Linked DNA regions of Sparus aurata: region 2 is linked to region 1. The links are chromatin contacts, called in public Hi-C maps. All regions are on one chromosome and are shown on one strand. The core of a region is the stretch at or near the end of the contact, and the rest is flanking DNA. Distances in the headings are between cores, read along the strand shown. Region 1 holds the start of LOC115566946 (E3 ubiquitin-protein ligase rnf146-like). Region 2 holds the start of LOC115567674 (double-strand-break repair protein rad21 homolog A-like).

Evidence for each region. Hi-C and Micro-C count contacts between places; a contact is called where the count stands out from the background.
Region 2: a contact with region 1 is called in a Hi-C map of an unstated tissue, with 11 times the contacts expected there. The contact joins the promoter of LOC115567674 here to the promoter of LOC115566946 in region 1. A contact is called at or near these places in 2 of 2 Hi-C or Micro-C datasets (skeletal muscle and an unstated tissue).

The regions. Positions count from the first base shown.
Region 1 is chr17:14,042,169-14,046,556 of fSpaAur1.1, reverse strand. It overlaps LOC115566946 (E3 ubiquitin-protein ligase rnf146-like), which reads right to left and starts at 1,793. Exons shown (of 3, transcript XM_030393029.1): 1 at 1,644-1,793; 2 at 853-912; 3 at 1-560. The coding sequence starts at 548. mdh2 (malate dehydrogenase 2, NAD (mitochondrial)) reads left to right here and starts at 1,823. Exons shown (of 1, transcript XM_030393032.1): 1 at 1,823-3,395. The coding sequence starts at 1,952. The coding sequence ends at 2,965. rspo3 (R-spondin 3) reads right to left here. Exons shown (of 6, transcript XM_030393035.1): 6 at 4,030-4,388.
Region 2 is chr17:14,223,260-14,227,647 of fSpaAur1.1, reverse strand. It overlaps LOC115567674 (double-strand-break repair protein rad21 homolog A-like), which reads right to left and starts at 1,893. Exons shown (of 14, transcript XM_030394493.1): 1 at 1,742-1,893; 2 at 1-108. The coding sequence starts at 61.

The DNA of each region.
Region 1 (4,388 bases), core at 544-3,043:
ATCTTGCGTCTACGGCCGTGCTCATTGCGCCTGTACTGCACCATGTTCTCCAAGTCGGCTACGTACAAAAAACCAGCTATCAGCATTTCGGCTGTTTTCTTGCCCTTGGAAAAAGCGTCCTCCAGCTCGCGGCTGGTTCGCTCATCATATTGCCACCAACCATTACGGCCCTCATAATACCAGGCGTGGTCACTTGTTGCTCCGGCCCGACCTCCCGCCGACGCCTTCAGCTCCTCCGGAGAGAGAAGCGTGGGCCTTTCCAGAAAGTCGTCCGGCACTTCCTGTCTGCAAAGAGCACAGCGCTTGCTCTGCCAGGAGGCTCCCTTCACACACAGGAAACAAAAGACGTGATGGCATGGCAGTTGGACTGGGTGGACGCAGCTCTGCAGACAGATGGCACACTCCGGTACAGACAGGGCTGGGGATGAGTTGCTGGAGCCAGAGCATGATGATTCTGCACTGTTCCCACTTCCACCACCACTGTTGCTGCCTTTCTTACTGGATGGAAGAGAGCTAACAGAGTGGTCTACCTCCCCACAACTAGCCATCCTTAGGAAGTACTGAGGAAAGGGGACAATCATAATACAGATTATAGTAAGCATGTTAGGGATTTTTTTTTTTTTCATTTTGAAAAGGAGAAATTACTATTCAAGATACTGATTATTTTGACTGGTGAGGTATATCATTTGCAATAAAAAACACTTTATTTGCTGTTGGTGTCACGATCATATTTAGCACTCAAATGCAATTCCTCGAAGCCAAACTAACAATTACAAATATCAAATGATACATTAATCTTTATGCCACCTGTGACCTGGAACAAGGCTGACATCCATGATATATAATACTTACTGGAAATAGCCTTAATGCTGATGTATCATGAGGAGAGCTGATGGACCTTCAAACTTGCCACTGCCAAAAGGAAAAGAGAAGTCGGTGAGAACGCATTTGTTTTCAGACTGTCCTGAAATTATGTACAATTTTGACACAATATCAACATTTTCCTTCTTTATCCATTATTTGACAACCTTGCTTTATGTAACAAACAGGTTGCACGTAAACCATGATGTTAAAACGGATTAGCTACAAGTTAGCGTTAATTCACTTAACATTGACTGAAATGAAACCTTAAGGGTTTACATAAGTCTGTGGAACAAAGGGCTGCTCTGTTAACTGTCTGACTACAAGTAGTGAACTGTGTCAGCCACAGTTGCAAGTTTGCGTTCCCCCAGCTGGCCTTATGACAGAGCTGTGATGAGCACAGCTAACGTTACTCGACTCAAATCAACAGCTAACGATCTAATATTCACATTCACTGGTGACAGTCTACAAGCAAACTAGTTTAGCTAACGCCAGATACATAGCAAAGCAGCGAAAAAAGGAAAGCAGTTTGATGTTTCCGTTACGCGTACAGCTAGAAGTCAAACAGTAACGTTACAAAGGGATCTCTCGACTGGCAAAGCGACCATAACAATAAGACCTGTTGTGGCTAACGCTGGCTAGGCTGATGGCAGCTCACTGGCTCCAGCAAATAGACGGAGATCATCTGACGGCGCTAGCTTATTTTAGCATGGCGACATAAACAGCTAGGAGGAGCATTTTCTCGCGACGGAGACGAGGCAACGTCAGCTTACGTACCGTACCGTTGTATTTTGCGGTGTTGGTCAGGTGTACTGTTATAACTCGTATAACGACGCTGATTTACCGACTTCCACTGTTAACTGGCTTTGTTTTCCTCCCCAAAAAGAGGCTGAAATAAAGACGACGACGTAACAGTACGCGCTGACGCAATTTGACGTAACATCGCACGACTGCCTCCATATCCTCCACGCATGTCAGTTAGCAGTCTTCCTGTTCGCTCGTGGCTAGAGGACGTTGGTGTCACAGAGGAGAGGGGCTCTTCAGGTACTTTTGTTTTCATTTAAGTAATAAAAGAAGTCACAGAAACAAAATGTTCTCCCGCGCCGTCAGACCTACCGTCAGCCTCGCTCGGAGCCTGTCCACCTCTACCCAGAACAACGCCAAGGTGGCCGTGCTGGGAGCGTCAGGCGGCATAGGCCAGCCGCTCTCTCTGCTCCTGAAGAATAGCCCCCTGGTGAGTCAACTCTCCCTGTACGATATCGCTCACACCCCCGGAGTGGCTGCGGACCTCAGCCACATCGAGACGAGGGCCCAGGTAACCGGCCATATGGGTCCCGACCAGCTGGATGCTGCTCTGAAGGGCTGCGACGTCGTGGTGATCCCCGCCGGTGTGCCAAGAAAACCAGGCATGACTCGTGATGACCTTTTCAACACCAACGCCACCATTGTAGCCACCTTGGCCGATGCCTGCGCCCGCAACTGCCCCGAGGCCGTGATCTGCATCATTGCCAACCCTGTCAACTCCACCGTCCCTATTACTTCAGAGGTCATGAAGAAGCATGGAGTGTACAACCCCAACAGAGTGTTTGGTGTCACAACGCTGGACATTGTCAGAGCAAACGCCTTCGTTGCAGAGCTTAAAGGCCTTGACCCAGCTCGTGTCAACGTCCCAGTCATTGGAGGTCACGCAGGCAAGACCATCATTCCCCTCATTTCCCAGTGCACACCAAAGGTGGAGTTCCCTGCCGACCAGCTGTCTGCTCTGACTGGCAGGATCCAGGAGGCTGGCACAGAGGTGGTGAAGGCCAAGGCTGGAGCTGGATCTGCTACCCTCTCCATGGCCTACGCTGGGGCCCGCTTCACCTTCTCCGTCCTGGACGCCATGAATGGAAAGGAAGGTGTGGTGGAGTGCGCCTATGTCAGGTCCGAGGAGACAGAGTGCAAGTACTTCTCCACACCTATCCTCCTGGGGAAGGGCGGCATAGAGAAGAACCTCGGGCTGGGCAAGCTGACTGCCTTTGAGGAGAAGCTGGTGGCTGACGCCATGGATGAGCTTAAGGCTTCCATCAAGAAGGGCGAGGATTTTGCGGCAAAAATGAAGTGAACTGGGGGCACTGAATTAGTTGAAAAGAAACCGCTGTGATTGATCTTTTGTTGCGTCTTAACTTAAAAAGCATCTGGGTGAATCTGAACATCTGTCACAGTGTTTCCTCTTACATTTCTGTTAAAGCAGTAGGGTCGTCTGATCCCAAAATCACGGTTTTTCCTGTGCTTCATTTCCCCTACTTTTTTAAACATGGCTTTACCCTTGCACTTATGATTTGTGTACATACTGTACTGTGACTTGACTATATTTTGCAAATGTCAAACTGAAACAATATCTCATATATTTTCATGTACAGTCTTCAGTAGTGGAAATCTCTCTGCTGAATGAACGAGGGGAAATACTGTCATCTTACCTGTTGATGAAAATAGATGTTACTGATGAGCAAAAGTACCTACTCCACCAATAAACAAGTTTAGCTTTAAGAAAACGATTCTTTATTTCTCTGTTTTATGATACAAAAACAATTTGGCTTGAAGGTGTACACCTGAAACGGACTAAATGTGAATGACGGATGTGGACACTTTTTCATGACACTAAGCAGATTGATTCTAAAATTTCAAAATGATACACCATCTCACAATACAATTCTGGTTCATAGAAAGGTAACAAATGGTGGTTAAAATGAATCGAACACTTGTGTCACATCAGTTAGAAATGTAAATCTTGCTGTGAAGTTGTGGCTACATGATAGATTTCATAGTTTGTAATAAAAAAAAAAGGGCCGGCTGTCTGCAAAAAGCATAGTCGTGAGTAGTAAGGACTGCAGTAGCTTGATTACCCTGAAAAACATGTTTGAGTGAGGAACAAGTTATTGTAGGTGTAATAAGATGGTTGCCACAGAGTATTTTGTGGCTTTATGACCTCTCACAGTTGGCTTACAAATGTTAAGGTATTACATAATGTGATGCCCTACTACTTCACCCCAATGGGCTCACAGCAACCTTTGACTCAACATTTGATAGCTGCACACTGTACTTGTTTTCTGTCGACCCCGAGGTGGTTTATAGCGTGTCGATTGCCCAAGATGGGGAGTAACATGATAAACAGATAACAGACGCAGATACAAACCCATTATAGTTTTATTTGACATACAGGTGCTTTTGGTTCCTAGTCAGGGAGCTTTATTGAGAGCACAGATTCCATTTACACAAAAAGAGAAAAAAAACAAACAAAAAAAACAAATAATAGTAGATTAGATTTATCACATATTTGGATAAAACTAGCTTCAGTCTGAGACACACAGAACACATGTTTATGGTTTTCAGTTTTTGACCCTTGGATCCGCAGCACGCAGGCTCTCCTACATCTGTCATTTGCAGTGATTATGAAATGTCACAAGATGGCAATAGCAAACTCACTTTTCATTTTTTTTTTTTTCTTTACAAATTCTGCACCAAATAAAATAAAGAGATCTAAAGAA
Region 2 (4,388 bases), core at 644-3,143, 180 kb before region 1:
CCGCTAGCCAGATCTTGGCCAGCGGCCCACGTTTGCTGAGGACAAAGTGGGCGTAGAACATTGCCCTGGTTCCCCTGGCTCACACACTCACACTGTGGTATGGTTTACCTAGAACACATAAGATATTAGTTTAAGTATAAGGAGAAGACACTCTGAAAAAGGGGTACCAAAATGGATGATTAAACTATCAGCAAAGCATCATCCAAATAAAGTGTAAACCCTATCCCTGACGATTAATGACATGGGATCGATTCGTTAACAACGCTGATGTAGCAAGATTGTTACATTGAATCAATGCTTTTGAATTAGAGGCCCACTGATATATGGGTTGGACAACATTGGCCTGTCACAGGTACATCAGTATCAGCATTTATGTTGTCTGATATACTTTGATATTATGCATTTATCTTCTTTCTGAGTTTCTAATGCAGAAAAAGATGCTCCTACTCCTAGTGAAGATAACCGTTTCTGTGCACTGATGCAATTTCAGACAATGAAGATTCATGTTAAATTGTAAACTATCCTCCTTACATTACATATATTTGTCACAGGTGTTTCATTATTACATTTCATGGATGAATACAAAAACGTGTGAATACCGATTGAACAATATCTTAAATTCGAGTATTAGCCCGGCTCTATATTTAAATTACACTTGGATATGTTTATCCAAGTTCTGATTTTTTTTTTTTTTTTTACTATGTCATGGTCCAACTTTCCAGGGACCAGTGAGTGGTCAATCCTGCTGATGCAACACTGATCAGAATAGCCAGGCATTCGAACTTGTGACTGATCTGTAACAATGCAGCGATTATCAGTTGATCAAGGAAAGATATCACCAAGACGCAGATTTGTTTAAATCAATATTTGGATAAGTTTGGGTTTCAGCAACTACTAGCCTGAGAATCATCGCACAGGATGAGGGTGTGTTGTCTCTCAAAGAAACTTTTAACAGTTAACTCACGCTAACGTTAGCTAGCTTAATCATACGATGGAGGCTTACTAGCTTACCTATAACGCTGACCATCAAAACAACACAGCTCCGTCAAAGCACTTTCCCATCTTCATTTGCTTAATGGACAACGATCGTTAATATTATTCATTGTAAAATACCAACGCACGGCATGATAATCAGAAAATGTGGTTTTATCAAAACAAGCGCTGACTTCACTCAAGTTCCGCCTATTTCCCAGTCAGGGAGGCAAACGTTGGAAATCCACATGTCTGCTCTTCTCTTACTCTACTTAATCCAACCATTCATTCTTAAATAGCAGTTACATAACCAAGCGATAAGTTAAAGTTATGAATTTACTTAATATTGCATAATACGTTAAAAGCGCCAAGGGGGTGGTCAACGCCAGTAAATAGTCGGCGCCATCAAGTGGGACGAACTAAATTAGCCGCCAGCTAACTACAAAAGGAGCAATGAGATCGTATGCTGTGCGTTTATTTTGAACATGTTTACACCGTTGTAACTTCACCGAAGTAGAATTATAGCGTTTCTCAACGGCGGACAAAAAAACAACTCGCCCATGAAAAGAAAGCAAAGCACACGGTAACGAGGCGCCCATCTCATACTCATACTTTTTTCCCTCTACCAGCAGAACTGTATCGTTAGCTGGTGGCTAACGGCTCATCGTACAATGAAGGCCGCGTCAAATGAACACAAACGTGCATGCTGATTTCGCCTCTTAAAACACACAAAACAGCGCGCAAATATTCCCTCTGCAGACGCACTTACCGACAGTACCCCTTCTAGAGTGAAAGTCCAATAATTATGTTATTTCTCCCAGCAAATTCTCCCCTGTTGTACTCATTAAAACAGCCAAGATGGCGCCAGTCGCCTTCCTCCCGCTCACCGCTGTCCTTTTAAAATCGGCAGGATGTTTACAGTCAAAAATGGCGGAGGAGGAGTCTGCTGAGGAGGCCAGCGCTGACGGACAGCCCGCCGTGAGCACCGAGCGCAGATAGGGGGCGCTGTGGCACAGTGTTCACCAGACACACCGGCTGATAGATTAATGTAATATTATAAAAATACAGTGTTGTGTTTAACAGAGTACGCATTCAAGGGATGATGAATCCAATACATTTGTTTTAATATCAATATTATATTGTTGTTATATAATACTCCTTTTAGTTTTATTGGAGGGTTCACCTCTTCCTGAGATTGCTGTGTGCACTCTGGGTATTGCATTTAAAAATAATAATAATAATAATGATTGTATGCCTGCTTTCCCCAAATGTCCCATCTGGACCCTAATCTTTTAAAAACAGGTCCCATGTTGTAACACTGGTTATGACATTGGCCTACTGTGACTCACATCTGTGCGTCAAGGGAGTGGCTTAAACAAACTATGGTCTCCCACGTTTTGCCATATCATAGCAGGGAAACACAGGTGCAATCAATAACTCGAGTTTCATTTACATGTCTCAGGTACGGGGCATTGCTGTTGTGCATGCCGCCTAACTGACCTGCCTTACTGGATTTAAGCACAATGTGAAGAGAAACATTTAATAGGATTCACAGTATTAACATGAGGAGATAGCTCTGAAACTACCAGCTTAACAGAGTCAGTTCTGTGAACAGAGTAACTAACAGGGAACTGGATCCACGCAGACTGCAGACAACAATCTCCATACAGTATGTTAGATACAGAGATGAAGAGAAACATGCCTCACAGAGATACTAACTCATCGACAATCCAATTGCAAAATTGGTATGCAGTAAAGCCGATTTGTCTCATAGGCTACAGCATCTGTTGCAAGAGAACTGCTGCCAGTTGAGCATGTTTATGATTTACTAGCAGCAGGGCTCCATGTCACTGTAGTAGGAAGGCTGGTAGATAGCCGAGGCTCCCACAGCAGAGTAAGATGACATTTAGTTCTTACAATCAGCTGTGTTTGAGTCTGGATTTGTCAAATCAGTCAGTGTAAGCATAGCTGGATATCTGCAGTGGCAATGTAGATGGAAAACAAGGTAAAGTCACAGGAGGCACTTGAGCTGAGTGATAATGCATCATAATAACATGATAATAACACTGGCAGTAAGTGGAGAAATAATTCACTAAATGCATTTAATGTGTGCAAATATGCTCCAAAATCAATCAGATGAACGTTCTTATGCACAAACAGGCTCATTGTGAGCTTTAATGAATTATTGCTGTAGGCCAAATTACTAAACAGGATTCCTCTATTAAAAGCCAACAGATGTAAATGAGACAATAATGAATTTTAAGCGGAGTTCAATTTTAAATTGGGAGGAGACTTTCAGTGTGCATCACCAATTTACATATGATCACATTAAATCAGTCTCCTTTGTGTAAGTCCTGTGCAGCATACACAGAACTAGACATATGACTCATTTTAACACTGCACAGCCATGTCTGGATGGTGACACAGTTTTAGAATGCCATCTGTTAAGATATTTTTTTTTCCAGATAGCTGATTGCTCTCTGCTGTTATCATGTGACGGATTCATCCAAACAGCCTCTAAAGCTGAGCTACTTTGTTGATGTACAAGTTGTGAGTCACAAAGTCTGAACACCTGTTTATCTCAGCATACCAAAAACAGGGGCATATTATTATCTAAACAGCTGTATGACATTTTTTATTGAAGCATTTTTATGTGCACACACAAACACGCTGGGAAAATATGTGGGCTAAAAGCAGTGACAGATTTTTTATCTGATGGAGGAATTAGATTCCTTTAATCCTGTGAAATGAATTGTTTCTGGCTAATGGTGCCATAATGTGTAATCTTAACGTATTCAATTATGTCGCCACGGGAAGCCCCTTCTCCACTTCTGTAATGAAACTGCTTCTCTTTGCAGCGGTGTTTGGAAATTACTGCACATGTCTTAAAATTCTATGGAAGAAGATACTCTCACCTTTTATGCGTCATTCTCATTCAAAGTGTAATTAGTTATTAATTAGTGGCGGATTTCTTTTTATTTCTCATCATCTTTCTTGTCCCCTTGATCCTTATTGTACATGGATATGAGTTTCCCTCCTAAATATGCGGTGATGCTCTAAACTCCATTCCAGCATACAACTGGGCAACTTGTGGTCAGAAAAATCATCCATCAAATGGTGTTTTTGGTTGCAATGTGAGAAAGAGACAGGAGCCACCATAGTGACACAATTCTTCAGATACCATGGCAACAAGGCTACAAATTTAATCTATAAGAGAGTGTTACACCACTGACAGCAAGGGGAGGATATTTGTCAAACTTGGCCTCAAGTCACAGTATTTAATCCATCGGTAGGGTAGAGCTCCGACTGCATGCATGCTGTGTCCCATCTCCACTACAGATACACATCTCATCAGTGGGATTAAGAGACTAACTGATTTGCATACCATTAAATCATACAAGCAGACTTTTGGCATT